Regions from separate parts of the Mus musculus genome. Here region 2 is linked to region 1. Evidence: chromatin contacts called from public HiChIP or PLAC-seq data. All regions are on one chromosome and are shown on one strand. The core of a region is the stretch at or near the end of the contact, and the rest is flanking DNA. Distances in the headings are between cores, read along the strand shown.

Region 1 (4,020 bases), core at 1,297-3,796:
TCTTAAAGCTTACAACCAAACTCAGGGAATCGAAGTGATTTAAGTAAAAAGGCATGAATTCTTTCTGTGTATTTATTCTTTCTCTTCTGGAATTTAAGAGGCCATAAGATATGAAAGCATTGAGATTATAAACCTGTTTCTCCCTCAGTGTTGCTATTTAGTTCTGTTTATTCTCCCTGTTTTCTGTACTAGTTCACCTTCAGTCAGCAATTGTACTACACAAGCCAGTTTAGTAAACTGGTTTTGTGTGTGTGTGTGTGTGTGTGTGTGTGTGTGTGTGTGTATGTGTTATATTGAGACCTGATATTCTAAAACATATCTAGTGATTTCTTTGTTGAATAGTTGTGGTAAATATGTGAACTCCATTGGATAGCAAAGCTATACAATAAAATAGAAATGAATATCGGTTGGAATTTCTTAAAATCAACATACAGACCAGAAACTTAATGTTTGTCATGAATTCTGGGAAGCCAGCCCTGCTGTTTTATATCCTATGTCCCTGCCAACCCACTTACTTAACCTTTTATCTCTAACTTCGACCAGTTAGTTACTTCTAATTACTACTTCTTAGCATTTATTTGTTCCAAAAGTATGAAAAGGCACTAGGCTATTATTCATCTCTGCTAGCTAGTGTTCCAATGAAACACACATCTAGGTTTAAATTTACTTTCCCTATGTGGTTAAAGCTGAAGTGTTCTAGTAAAAGATGCTGTGGTAAATACAGTTGGTACAAGTAGGTTGAGTGAAATAAATGAGTAGACAAACCTGGACAGAAAAGCTATGGCCCATAGTAAGCCATGTTAACAGAGGAATGAAGTAATGGTAGCAGAATAACTAAATGAATGACATTGGTCATATTACACATGAATATTAATTTAAAGAAGTTATGATTATAGTTAGTGAAACTCAAGATGGAAATAAACATTAAGATCTGTATGATCGCAAATGTTAAGTTCTTTATATATTTCTGTTATTGACTGCTTTGATCCTTAAAATGACTCTAAAGAACAAAAATTATTTTACTGCAATTGCAGAAACTGAATTTGAGGAAACTCAAAACGGAAGACTTTTACTTTCTATCTCTACTCCATTGTTCTTTTAACTACAATAGTGAAATTTAGGAATTGATTTATCCAATAACAGCCTTTGAATCGAGGAAGATGTAATTTGAGGTGAATAAAAATGTCTCCATTTTATAGTGTAAAAGAGTAGAGTAGTGCTTTTTAAAATCACTATTTCAGATATTGATTAATAACATCATTTCAACTAAAAGTTCTAAAGCAGAAATTTTCAGTTTATTCTATGAAAAGCCAGATAGTAATTATTCTTGGATTTTAGGTGAAAAAAAAGTCAGCCAAAATGATCTAACTATACTACTGAAGTACAAAATCAACCCTAGAGAGCTTCTAAATGAACAAATGTGATTGTGTTCCAATAAATCTTTAATTATAAATCTGGACGTTGGAACAGACTTAGCCCACAAACTGCCGTTTCCTGATGTCCCTTTAAAATAAAGTCTTGCTGATACATTATTACCTAATAAAGTAAACATAGACCATGAGATACATTTATATTTTACCTTTCTTCATAGAGAGAATAGTTATAATCCTAGGTGGTTCTAATAGTTATTCAAAACCAATAGTACCACTTACATACATAAAAGGGAAATTTGTAAAAGCAATTCATGATGGAAATAAAGAAAATGCTTGCAACAATTTGTGAAACTATTGTTAGTGTTCCACAATCATTTGCTAAAAGGGTTAGTAATGATTGTAACACTGAGTCTGGAAAATTTGCCCCTACCTTGGAGGATATTTTCCTGTCCTAGCAGCCAAACACTATGAAAAGTAGATAACTAAATGTTACATTCTTTTAATTTTATGAAAATGAGTTCCATATACTTACTTACTGAGGCACTTTTAGGTATATCTACAAAGAGCTGATCATTTCTGTATCACATGAAATCTGATCATTGTTCACAGTTTGAGAGATGATAATGTTAAATATCACATCTAGGTTTTCTTTTAACTTTATGGTTTGCACATTTACACAGGTAAATAACTCCCCCAAATATATATCAAACTACCATGTAAACCGAGTAGATGTTAAGTTATGAACTAGTGAGAAAGGTAAAATATGTACTAAGAAGCAACAAAGATGTCACCATCAGTGTGATAAAAAAGCCACGTCCAATGCATGGCTACATTTATGGGCAAAGTTCTCTGAGTATGACTGTTTGCATTCCTAAAATCTACTCTGCATCCTGTTAGATTCTACCTTCCTATCCATAACCCAAAATATTACTTACTGTGTTTCATCTGGGCTGTTCTTAGCTCTAATTGGCTACCCCTCATGGCCATGCTGTTATGGCTCAGCTAACCCATGGTGTTTTTTTCTTCTCTTCAGCACGTTCCTCTTGTCTCCCCTGGAGGCTTCCTTCTGCTTCTCCCAAACCCAGCAAAACTTAACCCCACCTATGTATCTTCTCTGTAGCTATTGGCTGTCAGCATCTTTATTCACCATGAAGAATTAACATGGAGGCTGGGTCAGACACCAGCTCTTCACGGCCTGCACTTAGCATTACAATAGATCCTACAAGACAAAACCTCAACCCCAGTGTTGAAACCCCCCCTGTGTCTCACAAGAAAAGGGAGGCAAGCTGAGGCTGAAAAGAGAGGGGAAACTAGGCGGTGGAGAGAAAAATGGAGCTAAGACAAGGTTCCTGATCAAGACTCAAATGTTTAATTTCAAATGCGCTTATAAAGTGTGTTGTGGAGGGAGGCCCATTCCCGCCAATTCATCCTTGGAGCCTGGAACCAGCTGCAGGTGACAACATGCAGGATAGGGTGTAGTCTCCAGAATAGCTCAGGGGCCTCTCAGCCGGAGGAAAGGTGGCATTGGCAATGGCCGAACAATAGAGTAATCTAGGGAGGAAGGCTCCACTTTAGGTAATCTCCTTAGTGGCAGCAAGGTCAAGGTCTGGCTCAGCCTGCTTCAGGCTGGGGGAGATTACAATTTCCTCGCTGTTATTAATATTAAAAAAAACTGGACTGAGGCATAAAATTTATTTATGCTCTATAGTCCTACCTGGGAGTTATGGTGGTTGGCGGCTGTGCCTGTCTTAGGAAATCTTAGTTCTTCCCAAACCATCCAATTCTGTCTTGGAGGCTAGGTGCAGCTTGTTTGTGTTATATTTCACATAAAACATGGCTCTGTGGTGTGTTATCAACAGCCATGGCCTTTTGGCATGTACCTCTGTCTTAGATTGGTATGGTTCTGAGATCTGGATGTCCATCATTGACTGTCCGGCCCTCATTAGCACACCTTATTCCCAATTCAGACCAAAGCAACAATATGTACTTAGAATGCTTCTTGATGAAGATTAATAACTACCACCTGCGCTGTTGGAGGCAAGGGTGCACACCCGCTACAGTCTGAGGGGTGTTGACTAACCTGCTTGAAAAACAAAGTTGAGACAGTGAAAAGCAATAGTACAAAAGCTTCTTTACTGAAGCCCAGGTACTCCATTCAATTGCAAATTAGCAACGTTCAAGCTTAGACTTAGAGCTCCTGGTGTGGGGGAGTGGCTTTAAGAATTGCAGCAGGGCTGCAACTTCTCTGGGAGTGGAGGCTGTGCTCCAAATTAACTTTGCTAGGTAATTAAGATTTTAGCTATTTTCTATTTTATTTGCTAGGAATCTCTAATACTGGAATTATTACTAGACCAGTCCAAGATTTAGTTAGAATAACTGGTCACAATGAGGGAAGGAGAAGAATCACTATAACTCTTTCTTGTGACTAATCTTTCTAAGTCAGATTACACAGTCTCTAATGTTCTATGTCCCATAAGGTTTAAAAAGCTTGAAGCAAGGCAGCTTCTAAAGGATATCTAAAGCACTGAGTTAGACTTATAAGTAGTTGCCAAAGGATATGTTATGGTAGAATTACAGGAGGAGAATCAAAATAAAATTGTATGCTTTTGAAAGTATAAGAATCAATAATATTTAATTGGAAGATGTG
Region 2 (4,377 bases), core at 776-3,275, 1.1 Mb after region 1:
TTGAACATTTCTTTAGGTGTTTCTTGTCAAAATGAGTTTCCTCAGTTGAGAATTCTTTGTTTAGCTCTGTACCCCATTTTTAATAGGGTTATTTGGCTCTCGGAGTCTAACTTCTTCAGTTCTTTTTATATATTGGATATTAGCCCTCTATCTGATGTACGATTGGTTAAGATCTTTTTGCAATTTGTCAGTTGCTGTTTTGTCCTCTTGACAGTATCCTTTGTCTTACAGAAGCTTTACAATTTTATGAGGTTTCATTTGTTGATTCTTGATCTTAGAGCATAAGCCATTGGTGTTCTGTTCAGTTATCTACAATATATATAGCACAGTAGCCTTCCCTATGTGCAGTATGAGAAAGTGACTTAGGACACCTGCCTCTTCTGAACACCTATACCTTCCAAAAAAAAAAAAAAAGTGGCTTTTGACGCCGGAAGTTAAGGATCAGATTCAGCTCTAGTCCATATCTCATTTTCATCAGACTGAGGGGAATTTAGGAAACTGGTACTTCCTTTCCCTAGCAGTCCTTGGATCTAGATTATAGTTTCCCAGGACATGCAAATCCCGTGTCAGATGTTTCCCCCAGGGACCCCATCTCCACTGAAAGCTCCCCTCTCCTCAGAAGTTTGAGATTTGCTTCCACAAACCGTCTTCTAAGCATCTAAACTGGACCCTCCCCATTCCCCCCCATCCCAGGCAGTCTATGTTCCCCTTTCTTCCCATTCACTTTACATGATGGAGGACTACTCAGTGACTAAAAGCAATGACTTCATGAAATTTACATATAGCCTTTAAAAATATAGATGCTGCATACAAGAGAAAGGACACATCGGAATGTCTTATTCCAATTAATATAATTATTTCCAGTTTCATCCATTTTCCTGAAAATACATAGTTTGTCTTCGTAATAGTATAAAATTCCACATTTTTACATGCCTCATTTTATCCACTCATCTGTCGGTGAGCATCTTGGCTGATTCTTTATCTTGGCTGTTGTGAGTCGTGCTATATAGTACATGTAAATGTACAAGTATGTCTGTGGTATGCTTGGAGTCCTCGGGTGTATATTCCAGAATGATATATCTAGGTCATGTGGAAGTTCTATTTCTAGTTCTTTTTCTTCTTTGAGCGATGGCATCTCTCTTTGAATCCTATCTCTGTTTATTTATACCATAAAACTTTTTTCCTGTCCTCCATCTCAGACCAATATTTGTGTGTGTGTGTGTGTGTGTGGTCAGAGCATTATGTTCCTCAATAGTAAGTGTATAGGAAATTGAACAATACTTATTTGACTCTATGAATCAAAAGAAAAAAATACTAGAAAAGGAGTTATTTGTGTGCAAAACCCGACAACAGTTGTTTTCTCCGAAGAGCATGGTAATGTGAACCAACAGAATGAAAGAGCATCGGAGACTTTCTGAACACCAGGGTCACAGCAGAGATCAGGAGGAGCAAAGGACTTGGAGGACTTCTGGGAGCGTCTAAGCCTGTTTTAATCTTCGGAGCCTATGTGGGATGCCAAGCCTTAAGAGATGCATCTCAGTTTGGCTCCTGACCATGCGGAGCGCTTTACTGGGTTTCGCTCTGTAACTCCGCCCCACACCTCAGGAGGAAACAGGTACAAACTCCGAGCAGGGTTCTCACTTTAGAGGCAGTTCTGGGAAGCGGCAGAACCCACGGTCTCGCGCAGGCGCACTAAACTCCCCCAGTGCGGGGGCGGGGCCCAGCTCGGACCTGGGCGAGCCCTCGCGGCGGGGAGGAGGGAGGGAGATTCATTTATCACCTTTCCTGTGGGGACCCCGCCCTCTGGTTCCCGTGGGGAAAGCCTCGCGAGATCGCTTACAGCAGGCCCGGGCGGTGCCATCTTTGTGTCTGGCGAGCGAAGGCGCCCGACGGAAGCCCTGAAGCCGGCAGCTCTTTGGCCCAACCTCTCCCAGAGACCGGATCCAGGAAATACGAGGCGGGCTTCAGTGGGAGGGACGCCGCGAGGGAGGAGGAGGAGGCAAGGGGGCGGCGGCAGCGGCGGCGGCGGCTCACACCGGATCTGCCCTCGGCACGGCGCGCAGTCAAGGGGGTTCGGCCGGGGAAGCCGTGCCCGCCCGGACCCCCCGTGGGAGCCTGCGGACGGACCGAGGGCCGGGCGGAGGAGCCCGGAGCGGCCGCGGGGGCTCGGTGAGTGGTGGCGGGGAGGCCCGGCACCTGCCCGAGGCTAGGACTTCGGAGGTGCCCTGGGGTCGTCCTAGTGACCCCGCGACCACGACGTTGGGCGTGGGCGAGACTGCGGGTGTCGGCGGGGCTCGTCCCGGCCTCTGGCTCTCAGCCGGCCCGGGTAAGTACCTGGCTGCGGGAGGTTTGCGCAGGGCCTGTCGTGGCGGCTGCGCCCGCCAGGACGCCCCGAACGCCCCGAGGCCGAGGGGAGAGGGAGTGGCTGCGGGTTGGGGGTGGAGGGGCTTGATCGCTATCAGCCCTCGCGGGAGAGGCGAGGATGCCTTTCCTCCTGGGCTCCTGGACATCCTGCAGAACGCACCTCTATGGACAGGTTTGAAGTCCGGGTTAAGGCGTTCGAGGGATTAGGACTCGCAGAACTAAGGCTGATTCTTTTAAAGGTGTTGGGACCTGTGCGCAAGGTTAGTAGTGGTAGAAATGATTGTCGTGGAAGTGGTTTGCAAATAATTGTTGGCAGGTGTTGAGGAAAGCTAAGATACTGTCGTCTTTTAAAGATGACACTGAACAGCCGCCCTCTGAGGTCCAACAACAGATTAGAGTTGGTCCTAGTTGGAGGTTTATAGTTTACTACCGCGTATCTGCTTATAAAGTGGATTAAGTAGGATAGGAGGAGGGAAGATGTAGGCAAGGTGAAGGAGAAAGTAAGCTGCACAGTAAAGAACCAAAAGTTCAGATTCAAGACACGTTGAAGTATAAAAAACTGCCTGTTCTGAAGCATAACATTTAGAATTTGGTTGTTGCTGGGGAAATTGCCTGTTAGTGGTGCAAGGCAGGGCTCTTTGGTTGTGGGCTTCAGTAACCTTTGTCAATTTTTATCATTTATAATGTATTTAGGAGTTTGTAAACGGAAAGGAAGGAGCAGTGTAAAAGAACAACTTGATGAACCCGGCTTGCTCTGTACTTTGTTAGTGGGTGGGGGTCGGGGGCTTACTTTTTGCTTTATGAGTGATTTATAGGACTATAAAAGAACACACTTAGAAAGGACGCATGGTTGAGAAGTTTTTGGATTTTTTTAAATGGAGATTTAACTATAATATTCAATTACAAAGTACACTATCTTCTATGGTAACTTTTCTCAATGAACACTGGAAGTCAGCAAGCACGTCTTCAATTCTACATATACGTAATTTGTAATCAGTGGGTTATGTAATTTTTACAAACGTACAGTCCCCCTCCCCTTTCTCCTAGAACTTGTTTAATCAAGACAAAGTTGGCTTTAGGGAAGGTAGATAATAAATATATGATTCCTGACGTTACATCTGACAAGGCATAATGAATGTCCAGTCGCCCTGACTTTTCTTCTGTTATGTGACATATTCTTTAATTGCAGGCAACCCTGTGCAGTTTGTGTTGGAGCAAAGTGAGCTGAGTATCTGCAGTCACTGGACTTGGTAGGCAGTATGCATTTTAATTGAATCCTAAGTGTTTCTCGATGTTAGAGACAATGTCTATTGCACAGATAACAGCATAAAACTTCAGTATTCTTCTGTAGCTTGCTTACATAGCTGAGGTTATATAGTGCGTAAACTGCAAAGCTAGAACTCAGATTCTTGTATATCTAAGTTTAGAGCATGTGTTCTTTCTAGATACGCTGTATGTGTTTATGTGCTGGCATCAATTTATTGAAAGTGGAAATTTTTTATTGTAAAGAAACCATTCAATTCTGTTGAAGGTTTTCGTGTGTCTTAAAAGATAATCTCAAGTATTTTTTTTTTATTTTGGATGTGTCCATTTTTTAGACGGAGGTATGGTTTGAGCTAATGTGTAAAGATTCTAAATAGTTAGCAGTGACCTATACCTGAAATTCATGGTTTTGGTAACTTCACCTTAGTGTACCCAAGATACTTCAAAGAATAAATGTTTTGTTTACTCTGATCTTGAATTATATTTATAATTGTACTACTAAAGTAAATAGCAAGTGTTCACAGGGGCCTTGGGTTGTGATAGTGTCCACAGGTCCTTCTTAGACCTCAGAACAGTACTTGTTAGGCAATTTTGCTGTTCTTCTTTACATTTAGTCCCAAAGTTTTAGAGTTAGATTGCATTTTGCAAAATATACGGCCAATATTAGGGCAAGCAGCAGCATCTCTTATGGGCCTAGGGGTGGACAGATTTTAGATCTTCCAGAGCAGCGAGTTTCCGAGCCTTTAGTGA

The links. HiChIP or PLAC-seq counts read pairs in DNA pulled down with a chosen protein or histone mark.
Region 2: an H3K27ac HiChIP or PLAC-seq map of embryonic stem cells shows a contact between it and region 1, with 4 times the contacts expected there. The contact joins the promoter of Tab3 here to the enhancer-like site in region 1. A contact is called at or near these places in 3 of 39 promoter capture datasets (cranial neural crest, hippocampal neurons and stem cell-derived epiblast-like cells), 1 of 484 Hi-C or Micro-C datasets (embryonic stem cells) and 5 of 115 datasets of contacts at active chromatin or transcription factors (embryonic stem cells and stem cell-derived neural progenitor cells).

Annotation. Positions count from the first base shown.
Region 1 is chrX:84,440,660-84,444,679 of GRCm38.p6, forward strand. The region is part of intron 50 of Dmd (dystrophin, muscular dystrophy); the gene reads left to right. Among named protein-coding and RNA genes, the nearest start is that of Gm52441, 70 kb to the right of the region's middle. Within about 2 kb of position 2,547, at least 9 of the 459 cell types and tissues checked have an H3K27ac peak or open chromatin away from gene starts, as enhancers often do. A contact at or near this core is called in embryonic stem cells and stem cell-derived epiblast-like cells, where this site is marked.
Region 2 is chrX:85,571,997-85,576,373 of GRCm38.p6, forward strand. Tab3 (TGF-beta activated kinase 1/MAP3K7 binding protein 3) reads left to right here and starts at 2,026. Exons shown (of 10, transcript NM_001358447.1): 1 at 2,026-2,326; 2 at 3,554-3,614.